Regions from separate parts of the Mus musculus genome. Here regions 1, 2 and 4 are each linked to region 3. Evidence: chromatin contacts called from public HiCAR-type and HiChIP or PLAC-seq data. All regions are on one chromosome and are shown on one strand. Each heading gives the region's core, a stretch centred on a gene start, on an enhancer-like site or on the middle of the called end of the contact. The rest is flanking DNA. Distances are from core to core; before and after follow the strand shown.

Region 1 (2,836 bases), core at 130-2,629, 650 kb after region 3:
CATACACATAAAATAAATAAATCTAAAGCAAAAATACGTAAAATCCACAAAAGCACAAAAGTTGGAGAGAACCTTGTTGAGGACACTTGGACCAGCAGGATAAAGAAGGAGATGAGGGAGATAAGGGAGATGAGGGAGAACAGGGTAGACATGACTAACAGTCATTATAAATATCTATGACACTGTCAAACAATAAAACCCATTTTAGTTACTACTACACCAGCTCAATACATACTTCTGCAATGAATGAATTGGTGACTCACCCTTTGGCTCCTCCTACATTGCTACTCGCCCCATTTGCAGATATGGAAATTGAGGCAATGCCCAGATCAGGAAACATCACAAACCTGCACAGCTAGGAGATGGCAGAGACAAGCTTCCAACCACCAAACAGTCTGACTCCAAAGCCTGTGTTCTCACTACTCTACTTGATTCTGTGTGGGAAGATGGGAGATTATGTCTTAATCAATTGTTTCCCAACTCCTGCTAATGAGAAGTGCCTGAGGAGCTGTGACAGGGAAAGGCTTTTATTAGCACACAGTTGTGAGCATGTCATACCAGGGATGTGTCTTCCACAGCAGACACTGCCACTTTGTCAATGATCAGAATAGAACAGAACATTAGGGAGCCATCATTCTGAGTCTCTCTGATGAAGCTGTCTCTCTGGGTTCCTCTCAATAGACAGGTAAGGTGTAAACAGTACAATGGGGGATACAGGCGGCCCTCGGTGGAAGATGGTTGGGAGGGGTAAACTTGATGGATCCTATGTTTGATACGTGTTGTCTGCTTTCACCCCATATCTTCTTACCAAAGCAACTATACAGCCAACATGTAAGCCACCTGCTATCCCTCTCATCTCTAATTCAAGCTCAAAATGCTAATCATGAAGGACTGTATTCTATTCTGTGAGTACTTATAACTGGGACTATGAAAAAAGGGGCCAATATGTCACACCATACCTTCTAATTGCTCCTGAACAAAACTGATTGAGGTAACTCTCCCTTCCTAGTCACAAAAAGTCCAAACATCCTTGGCTTCTGTGGTCTGGATAAAACTGTGTCCCTCAAAACATAACAGTTGAAATCTTCAAGGTGATAATGTTGGGATGTGGACCTCTGAGAGGTGATTGGGTCATAAGCAGGGGAGCCCTTATGATAAGTTGTACCTTCATAAAAGATACCCAATGTTATGATTTGTACATGAAAGGTTTCCCAAAGGCCCGTTCATTTGAGTACTTTGTCCCCAGCAAATGCTGCTGTTTGGGGAAGCGGTAGATTCTATGGCACAATGGCCTTCTAGCAGAAGATGGTCATAAACAATGGATCTAGAAGGTGATACCTGCTTCTGGATCCAACATGGTCTCATTGCTTTCTGATCCAGGAAGACAGAAGAACCAAGGCTGCAAGTTCCCATCGCTATGGATCCAGCTGCCGTGATTTCCCCATCATGATAGACTATGCCTTCCAGGATCATAACGCCAACTAAATCTCCCCTCTGTTCAGTTGAATCTGCTGAGTGTTTGGTCAGATCAGGAAGAAATGCACCCGGAAAGACCCTCATCCCTCCTGCCAAGTGACATCACAGAGAAAGGATGGCTGTCTATGCACCAGGAACCACAGTCAGACACTCAATCTGCCAGGTCTTTGATCTTTCTTCCAACCTCTATAACCATGAGGCACAAATTAGTTTGTAAGCCACACTGTTCGTGGTATTGTATTACAGCAATCCTGACAGACGAAACATCAGCCTGGTTCCACTTAAGAGGAAATAACCTGTTCATTACCTCACCATATGCATGGTACAGAAAACTTCCAAGCAGAAGAAAAAGCTTTAAAGAGGTGACCTGATGGCATGAAGCACTTTCAATTCTGTGACGGGCTGCAAAACTGGAAGAGAAAATTCAAGTTCAAAGGCAAAATACACACTACCTCTCCATCCATGGTTTTCATCAGTTTAAGCCTTTTTTTATTAAGACTGTCTTAATGTTCTCTGTCTACATGACACGTTCCATCTTTGAACATTAGCTAATTAATTGACTGAAATGGTGTCAGGGGAATATTTATCATTTATCCCATTAGCCAGAGAGTCAGGGAACTGCCCAAGAAAGCTGTCAAACAGAGTGTGTGTATGTGTGTGTCTGTGTGTGTGTGTGTGTGTCTGTGTGTGTGTGTGTGTGTGTGTGTGTGTCTGTGTGTGTGTGTGTGTGTGTGTGTGTGTGTGTGTGTGTCTGTGTGTGTGTGTGTGTGTGTGTGTGTGTGTGTGTGTGTGTGTAAATGAAAATGAGCAATAAGAAAAGAAAGCAGAGCAGATTTGACTTCCACCAACTGCTATAAAAATTTCCCTCTGGGAGACGTGGAATTTCAATTGCAAAATAATCAGTCTTGGAAATTGTCCTGTCCTCCAGGAGGAGAAAAAATAAGTAGTTTAACAGCAATTGCCCTTCAAAACAATTACTAATTATAATGTCTATAAAGAAAAATACCCTCGGTACCATTACCACTAATAAAGCCAAGCAAATCTATAAGAAGGAATTAGCTGGCATGTCTGAGATCTGACTGGAGAGCTCTTGGGGACTGAGCAGAGGGGTGTGCGCTCCAGCCGGCTCAGGCGCCTCCATCCAGAGCCTCAGAAGCTTAGCACCTGAGCCAACCACTCTCAGCAAACTGGGAAGACTCTCACAGGAAATAAGTCAGGGATGATCAAGAGATGAACCTGAGGTTTTGGTCTTGCCCTTCCTTCTCCTCCATCCCACTGCCGCTTTCTCTCTGATCATCTGTTGTCTCCTCAGTCAGGTGTCACAGACCCTGGGTTTTGTGCCTCATAGTTTAAATTCTGA
Region 2 (2,700 bases), core at 60-2,559, 880 kb after region 3:
AACATGGACCATTATTTGTTGAATTTGAGTTTTATAGAACCATAACACAGCTTATGTGAGGGAAAACTCCTGATACAATTTCTAAGATAAAATAATCTGAGCATTACTCAAGTCCAGTTTCTTAACAAAACCAGCCAGGGAAGACCTTAAGAAGCAATTTAAATAGCCAAAGGCTCCCTGGTCCAAATGCCTGGTAGAATACTATCACCTCTTGACAATTCTTTGGGACAATCATCTCAACATTTTAAGCTTTCCTGTAGGGAAATCCCAAAATTAACTGTAACTCACTATAACAAATATTTTCATTTAAGCCCCGTATCCTCCTGCCTCAGGCTCCCCTAACAGCTGATATTGTGTGAGTCACCACTTTCCTGCCTTTTGTCAAAATCAGGATGATTGGGGAGGGGGATAAAATGTATATTATTTATCCACAGTTTCTTAAATAAGAAACTTAGATGATAGCACTCGGCATTCAATTGTGTAAAAGGTACATTAACCCGTGTAAAAGGTATAAATTATCAGAACAAGGGTTCCTGTTCATTTTCATTCTCTTCCCCTCCACCCCTTTCTGATTTTGCAAAATAACTGTCTGGTAAGACTGCTGTCTGTATCAACCACAATAACCACACCAGCCCACGGAGGTAACATTCAGCAGGTGCAACAAGAAAGTAACATCTTTCTCTTCCCCCTAAATCAAAATGTATCCTCTTTCACCTAATTTGTCACTTTGGGGCAAACGATACTACAGCTGGCAGGAACTTTCTCCTTAGTGGCAGATGCTGGTTTCACATACCCCGGGGAAGAGCTGTGTTCCTGGGCCTAGCTTTGCTCCACAACTGGAGGGGGGCGGGGGGGCGCGGAGCATCAGCCGGGAATCGATAGGTCCAGAGACCTCACCAGTGGGCGAGCCCCTCGCCCACGTACCCCGCCCCAGTCTGGGTCCAGCACCTACTCTGCCTGCTCGTGCTACCCACCCGGAAGAAAAGCTCAAGCGCTCTGTAGCTAGAAGAGTGGTGGAGTGGACCCGACGCCTCCGGCTTCAGCTGGGAGACCCTCCCCAACCTTGCCCGCCCAGAACTCGGCCCTCCATGCCCACAACCATGGGCAGGGCAAGAACAGACCTGCGCCCTCTCTTCTGTGACCCGTCCAGCCTCCTCGAGGCTGGGATCTACACCCTGCTCCGCGCCACTGACCTTCTCTGCAGGGTCCCGGCGCGCGAGGCTAAGCCGACTGATGCCCGCCGCGAGCACACCAGTTTTCCCTGCCCACGGCCCTCCGCCTTGCTCTGATCCACAGCCTAATGCGTGCCCGCCTCCTGGTTGCCATGGTGACTGCCTCCTCCCCCCACAGCCGCTAATTGGTCCAGCTCCGGATCGCGGAGGACTCCTATTGGTGAACTGGTCCAGGGACGCGCCTACGCGAAGGCGCTTCTGGAAGAACTAGCCAAGAGGGACGTGGCGCTCTCCGAAGCGTGAGGAAGCCGCGCCTCTTCCTTCCCTTGCTGTCTTAGACTAGCTCTTAGTGCATGGCTTAGTAGGGTGAAGTGATGCCCGGGGATCCCCCACAAAATCTTAGGGTTTGCCAGGTTCTTGGTCTCTGGCATGAGCCTGCAGCGCCCACAGTGGTGGAGAAAAAAGTGGTAGCCCTCTTGTGAGTCTTGGAGAGCCTCTTTCCTGCAGGGACTCAGACTGGTATTTAACGTACCCCCACCCTCCTTATCGTGGTCCCTGAGTCCCTGTGACTTAATAGCATTTACCTCTCAGATACAGATTTTTCTTCTCTCTGCCCCGTGGAGTCAAGACATCTTCAACACATTTAACATTAACAACATTTTAACCGTGGGGCATTTTGTACGTGCTTGGAGGGTAGAAAAGCTTTAGAGCCTTGGAGCTGGTTTTGAAGCGTGAGTGCCAGTTACTCGCACCTGACTGATTTTTAGGGTGTTTTGTTTTGTTTTGTTTTGTTTTGTTTTGTTTTTCAACCCAAAGAAAAAGGTCCTAGGTTGTGTACTGACTGGCTGGTCTCCTTGCTGCAACGAAAAATACTAAGAAAAGCAGTTAAAGAAGGAAGAGGGGTTTGGTTTGGTTTGGTTTGGTTTGGTTTGGTTTGGTTTGGTTTGGTTTGGTTTTGGGGTTTTGCTTGTTTGTTTTGCTCACAGTTTAAGGGTGTGCTTCAGTACAGCAGTAGAAGAAGCTTGAGGCAGCTGGCACAAGGTATCAGGAAGCAGAGAGAGACACACGAATGCTGGCACTTAGCACTCTCGCTCGCTCGCTCTCTGTCTCATTCTCTCTATCTCTAGTTGGTTGAATCTACAAACGAAGAACCCACAGATCCAGGGGAGGGTAGACTGCAATGGAAACCACTGTTAGCAAGACACAACGTGGGTTAATGGCTGTGTGCACCATTAGAGATCAGACTTCTCTCTTGCAACACTCAACTTTTCTAACCCATCCTAAAGAAGGTATCAGAGCACTATGCTTCCATTTCCTTGTGTATAAAATGGGGTCAGTAACAGCCACACACACACACACACACACACACACACACACACACACACACTTACAGTCTATAAAAAAGAGTCAGTCACATTGTACTAACTCGGCCATTCTTGGGATGGTGACTAAACCAAAACCTCAGCCTCTAGATTTTAACTCTTATCCACACCTCTCGTCCACTTACTTTGAATAATATCCCAAAGCT
Region 3 (2,814 bases), core at 309-2,808:
GGGCAGTTCTCTGCAGGGAACTGGGATGATGGACAGAGAATCACATGGCATATCACACCAGCCCAAAGACAGACAGACACTCATTCCTACGCAGAGCAGAGACCCTGTACAGTAGTTACGGACTCAGATCTCCTGCCCTCCTAGCTCAGAGAAAGGTGAAACAGATACCCCAAAGAAGTTGGGGATAGAAGAGGAAGACAAGCCGGTGCCCCACCTAGCCAACCAGATGGTACTAATAGAACTGGAAGACAGTTTCAGAGACCTGACTATTCACATCCAAGAAGAGCAAAGCACACTGGGAGGTGTGGTGATAGCGTGGCCAGACAGACAGACAGTAAGTGCAACTGACCACCCATGTCAAGTCAGAGACAGCCAGCTGGAACTAAGGGGCAATACCTGGAGGTGAAGTCAGGGAGGGCAAGAAATGGCAAGGTTAGGGACTGAGGAAGGTGGGGACTGGGGAAGGTGGAGAGAGAAGTAGATTCCCAGAGGGGAAAACAGGACCCAAAGTCAGATCAGGCTTGCAAGACCCAGTGTTGATTTGGGCACCAGGGACATGGTGGAGGACTTAACACACTCATTCTCAGCCCACAGCAAACAGCTCAGACCAAAGAGGCTGCGTGGAGAACTACCCTTGAGCAGCGGCTGAGGATCCGGTCACGATCCGATGCACGTACTCGAGTGGAGAGTGAGGCATCAACGCCCCCACCCAGAGAGCAAGTAGGACGCCCAGAAAGAGTGATAGGAAACAGGACCCCCTAGAAAGCGAGTCTCTTCTGGAGCTCACTTTCCAGACCCCAAGGGGGCGGTCCTCAGACTCCGCACAGAGCAGCGCGGCTCAGTGCACGACCCTGCAGCTGCCCAGGGCAGCCAGGGCAGTCAGAGGCAGCCAGGGCGCAGAGTCCCTTCGGATATCGGGACTTGTGTGGCCAAGACCAATGTGAGGCATGGGTAGGGTCGCCCATCTGTCTCTCTGTCCGCGGGGCTCGAGATCCCCTTCCCAAAGGGCACCTTACCCTCGCCCGGGAGGCTAGTGCCCCGCGGCTGGCAGGCTGCTGTGCGCGGGCTCCTCCGGGGCCGCCTCCCCGTGCTCCTCCTCCGCCGGCTCGGCCTCCAGGTCCTCCGCGGGCTGCGGGCAGATGGGCAGCCAGGTCCCTGCGCTCCCGGCGCGGGGCCGCGGGCTGCTGCTGCTCGGCTGCTCCCGCCGCTGCCCCCGCGCGCCGCTGCTCTCCAGCCCCGGAGTCCAGGCTGCTGAAATTCCACACCACCAGCGTCTGCAGCAGCAGCACCATGAGCGCCGCCAGCAGCGCCGAGTGCGAGCGCCGCGCCAGCCTCCGGGCGCACGGCGCCGCCACCATCTTCCGCGGCGGCCCGGGGCGAGCGGGGTGCCGGGACACCCCGGTGCGCGCTCTATCCCGGGGGCTCCGCGCTCGGGCCCCGCCGACGTCGCCCGGGCTCGCCGCTGCTCCTCCTCCTGCTCCTCTCCTCCACCACCTCCTCCTCCCTTTCCTCCTCTGCCGCCGCCGCCGCCTCCTCCACCGCCGCGGCGCGGAGTTTTCAGACGGGCAGGGACCCGGACGTCACCAGGAGGAGGGGAAGGCGGGAGGCGGGCGCGGGGAGGCCGCGGAGGGGGCGCGGCGCGCGCGCGCGGGGACACGGCTCGGAAGGGAGCTGGCCCCTCGAGATTCCCTTTTCCCTGGGTCAGGGTCCCCAACCCAACCCCCAGGGTTCTAGGGCGGGCGTTAGGGGTACCAGGGCTGGGGAAGGGGCCACTAGGGACGCGGGCCCTGAGCAGAGGGCGGGGCCTGGAGGAGGAGCCGAGGGCAGCGTGGGGAGGAGAAGGTGAGGGAGGGGGTGGAGGCGAAGGAAGCAGACAGACACCCCCCAGAACAGGCGTGGGAACAAGGTACGGGTGCGAAAAGGCCGGTGCAAGGGGTAGAGAGACGGAAAGTGGAGGATAGAAGAGTCAACAGGGCAGCTCAGCTTGCAGAGGTCAGGAAAAGGGAAAGAAGGGTCCTGAGAGTCTGTGTTCCATGTGGCAGAAAACTGGAGGCGGAGTTGCAGGAGGCGCGGAGTTTTCCGTCCCGGCATCTTTGGCTGCACAGAGAGAAAACCTTGGCAGGTGGAGATGGGAGAAAACGTAGGAGTGTCACAGGTCCTGGCTCTTGTGCAGCCTGGGATTCCTGGATCACTGACTGAAACGATGGGGAGGAGGTTCTCAATGACTCGCCGAGGTTAATCAGCACAAGCACTGCGACTTCTGAGTCACCCCCCCCCCCTTCCAGGGCCAACCAAAGATTCAGGGCTCATTGACTCACTTCTCTGGTCCCCAAAGACTCACAATCCAACATCCTCCAAATCCAGTTGGCAAGTGAATGCTTTGGTGGCTAAAGAAGTTTTCCAACCCTCCCTGGCCACAAGCTGAAGTCTCCCTCCCAGCCACAGAGCCTCCCTCCCTTAACGCCCTTCTTACCATCCGCCCTCCTGATGTCTGACTTGCTGTGTGCACTAGATTCAGAGCTGGGTCAGCCCAGCCTTGCTTTATAAGGAGAAGCATTTTCCTGGACTGACTGGTGACCTTGAGCCACCAAGACTGTCCCCCTTGACCTTGTTCTGAGCTCTGTCAGTGAGAGTTTGGAAGGAATAATCTCTCTGAACTCAAACTTCATCCAGCTCTCTCTGACTCAGTCTTATAGACTTCCCCTTTTGATACATAGCATCTATTAATGTCTGCATGTGAATGGGACTGATGTCTACCTATGTCAGTGAGCTGGGGACTTACAGCGAATTCTTGGTCTTTTGTCTCCTGCCCTT
Region 4 (2,700 bases), core at 36-2,535, 940 kb after region 3:
TAAATTCCTCCTTTGATGAGAAGATAAAGCAGAACAATGCTGTAGAGCTGAGCAGATTCCTAAGGGACATTCTTCTGGGGTGTGTAAGCTTGCGTGGAGGTGGGGCTAGTAGACAGCTAGGGGCTGGGAGGGAGGGTGGTACAGCCAGAAGTTGCTCCTAGACTTCTCCCTAGAATAGCCTTTCCTTTTGCTTTCAGCTAGTGCTGGAGACTAAACCTACTTAGGTGCACTACCACTGAGCTAGGTTTGTTTGTTTGTTTTTGGAGACAGGTCCTGAACTGCTGAGCTTTAGAGTAATCTCCTGTCTTAGCTTCAGCTTGGACTACAGGAAGATGCCACATTCTCATATTCCCTTCCCTGCCCTCCTTCCCTGCCCCCTTCTCCCGCTTCCCCTTAAAGCAGAACTTCATCCAGCCTCTAGAAGTGCAAGCGTGTTTATTTAAACCAAAAGGATCAGAGGTCTCTCCTCCCTTACTAAAGGAAAGGGGGAAATGCTGGGAATACACTTCGAAATCCCAAAACCCAAGCAGACTCTGCCAGTTTACGTTGCCATTCCTCTCCTCCGACAGTTACCGACAGTCGTCTTTTGCAATCTGTAAAACGGGAATAATTCTCCCATCTGCTTCACAGTTTTGAATCAGACAACAGAGCGCTAAACTCTTTACAAGCCCAATTGCAGTCCGCGCTCACGAGAAAGGTATGATTACTATGGGGCCTGGGTGTGATGTCTGGCCGAGCGCTGTTATTACCGGGCTAACCTTGCCCACCTGGCCGCGGCGGGGCTGTCAGCAAACACCAAGGCGAGAACGCCGCACGCACGCATCCAGCCCTTTCCAGGGCCCACACGACGAGCTAATGCAAACTTCGAAGCACCTGAACGTCCGCGAGAGCTCGCCGACCGCTGGAGGGAATGAAAGATTTCGTCTTGACTGTTCTTTTCTGTCTTCCAAACCAAGCTAATCTCTGGGCGGCCTGGGGCCAAAACCTCAAACCAGGCAACCGCAAGCCAGAGATCAGAGGCGCGCGGTGCTGGGACAGGGCCCGGGAACAAAGGGCGCTTCGGAGCTCGAGGCCGGCCAGGAGGAGTCCCGGGGTAGCCTCCCCGAGAGGCCCCCGGCCGGCCGCGCCTAAGACACCCATTCCCCGGGGCAACCACACTCCATCCCGCAACCTCCCCGCTGCTGCCTTTCAGGCTCCGCCTGCGCCCCGCCCGCCATCTCAGGTAGGCCATCCGCGTCGGCCAATCGCAAGGCGCTCAAGTACGGGGGCGGTGCTTGCACCATCGGAAGTGACGTGCAGAGCTCGGCTGGCCGCGGAGTCAGTCGAAGCTCTCCTCAGCGGCCGGCTGAGCCAGCTGAGGCGGGAGAAAAACATGGCTCGGACCTTGGAGGGCGCGAAGGCTCGGGTTGCGGTGAAGACCAAGACTCCCGCAGCGTGAGGTGAGGGGCTGCCGGTGCGTGCGGAGCGGGACCTGGCTCTGCGCAGCCGCCGAGGGACTCAGAGGGGAGGGACCCGGCCGCCGTGCCCCTTGGTCACTCCATCCTCTCTGACTCCTTCCTCGGGGCCCCGTCCCCCACCCGACGGTCGCCAGCGCCCCGCGCCAGGCCCCTTTGTCGCGGGCCGCCGGACGCTGCTGTCCCTCGGGGGGCGGGGGAGGGGAAGCCACCCCACGGTCCCCCGGGACAGCGAGGGAGCCGCGGTGGCGGTCCCAGGCTCCTGTCCCGACTGTTCTGGAGAGTGGCTGTTGAACTTCTGCTATGGCCTCTTCCTTCTCCTCTCCCAGCTCGGTTTTTAGAGCCTCGGGTGGTTCTTTTTCTTCTGAGACCCTTCACCTCGTTACCTTAAAACAAAAATCCAGAAACTGCTTGCTTTGGGAACGCAATGATATTTGTGTATATTTAGTGCATCATCTTTCTGCTAGGGCATTAAAGTAAGAATATTTAACTCTTCCTGCGTGACTGAGGAACAAGGAATAATTGAAGAGGAGGGGAGTGTATACGGTAGTTCTTTCACCGTGTTGTCCTGATAGAAGGTGAAGTCCTAATTAGTATATTTTTATTTTAGCCAGTGGGTGTTTGAATTCAGTGACACGAAGGAAGCATCCCTGTTTGAACAAGATTACTTCTTAAAAAGTATCCCTAAATCTTTCCAGGTAGGTGTCAGGAAGAATACTGCCTTCGGGGCGGGGGGCGGGGGGGGGGGGAGATCACTGAATGTGGTACATCTCAAGCCAAGGACAGAAAATAAAAGGCTATTCTTAGGGGGTTGGTGAAGTAGTGTTCGGGAAGAGAGGCTGCGCAGAGGTCCTGGAACACTGGTTCCAGGGAAGACTTTGTACTCTTGCCTCCCTGATGGTTCTTTCTCCACGAGAAACTGTTAAGTAGCTCTGCTGTAATTGGAGTTGGTTATTCAAGGTTACAGACCACGCTGAAGTGCCTTGGTTGAAATTTTCAAGTTTTTGAAACTGCCTGCAAGTTTGGCATTCAGTGTTTTGAATACTGAAAAGCATTGTAACTGAGAGAGAGATATTTGTTAACTCAAACTTAGTTTCAAAGTGATTTTTAACATAGATACATAATAAATACAGCACCTCCACAGATTCCCATGGGTGCTGGCGGAATTCATATTGAAAGCAGTTTGTCTTGTAAAAACCTCCGTTGTCTTGGGCATGGTGGTGCACCCTATAATTGCAATGCTTGT

The links. HiCAR-type assays count read pairs that join an accessible place to other places. HiChIP or PLAC-seq counts read pairs in DNA pulled down with a chosen protein or histone mark.
Region 1: a contact with region 3 is called in an H3K4me3 HiChIP or PLAC-seq map of neural tube, with 4 times the contacts expected there. The contact joins the enhancer-like site here to the promoter of Xylt1 in region 3. A contact is called at or near these places in 2 of 39 promoter capture datasets (hippocampal neurons and liver), 1 of 15 datasets of contacts at CTCF or cohesin (large pre-B cells), 2 of 484 Hi-C or Micro-C datasets (embryonic fibroblasts and nephron progenitors), 14 of 115 datasets of contacts at active chromatin or transcription factors (the 230-238 cell line, cardiomyocytes, craniofacial prominence and 10 more) and 2 of 9 other capture datasets (adipose tissue and pancreatic islet).
Region 2: a HiCAR-type map of astrocytes shows a contact between it and region 3, with 2.8 times the contacts expected there. The contact joins the promoter of Nucb2 here to the promoter of Xylt1 in region 3. A contact is called at or near these places in 2 of 39 promoter capture datasets (hippocampal neurons and pre-B cells), 1 of 484 Hi-C or Micro-C datasets (CD4 T cells) and 4 of 115 datasets of contacts at active chromatin or transcription factors (astrocytes, bone marrow-derived macrophages, embryonic stem cells and 1 more).
Region 4: a HiCAR-type map of astrocytes shows a contact between it and region 3, with 3 times the contacts expected there. The contact joins the promoter of Pik3c2a here to the promoter of Xylt1 in region 3. A contact is called at or near these places in 1 of 39 promoter capture datasets (pre-B cells) and 1 of 115 datasets of contacts at active chromatin or transcription factors (astrocytes).

The regions. Positions count from the first base shown.
Region 1 is chr7:116,728,869-116,731,704 of GRCm38.p6, reverse strand. It overlaps Gm39074 (a long non-coding RNA gene), which reads right to left. Exons shown (of 5, transcript XR_003946864.1): 4 at 1,784-1,886. Among named protein-coding and RNA genes, the nearest start is that of Gm39074, 13 kb to the right of the region's middle. Within about 2 kb of position 1,379, at least 7 of the 459 cell types and tissues checked have an H3K27ac peak or open chromatin away from gene starts, as enhancers often do. A contact at or near this core is called in craniofacial prominence and neural tube, where this site is marked.
Region 2 is chr7:116,502,978-116,505,677 of GRCm38.p6, reverse strand. It overlaps Nucb2 (nucleobindin 2), which reads right to left and starts at 1,309. Exons shown (of 14, transcript NM_001130479.2): 1 at 1,194-1,309.
Region 3 is chr7:117,379,723-117,382,536 of GRCm38.p6, reverse strand. Xylt1 (xylosyltransferase 1) reads right to left here and starts at 1,558. Exons shown (of 12, transcript NM_175645.3): 1 at 1,017-1,558. The coding sequence starts at 1,358.
Region 4 is chr7:116,442,043-116,444,742 of GRCm38.p6, reverse strand. It overlaps Pik3c2a (phosphatidylinositol-4-phosphate 3-kinase catalytic subunit type 2 alpha), which reads left to right and starts at 1,285. Exons shown (of 33, transcript NM_011083.2): 1 at 1,285-1,439.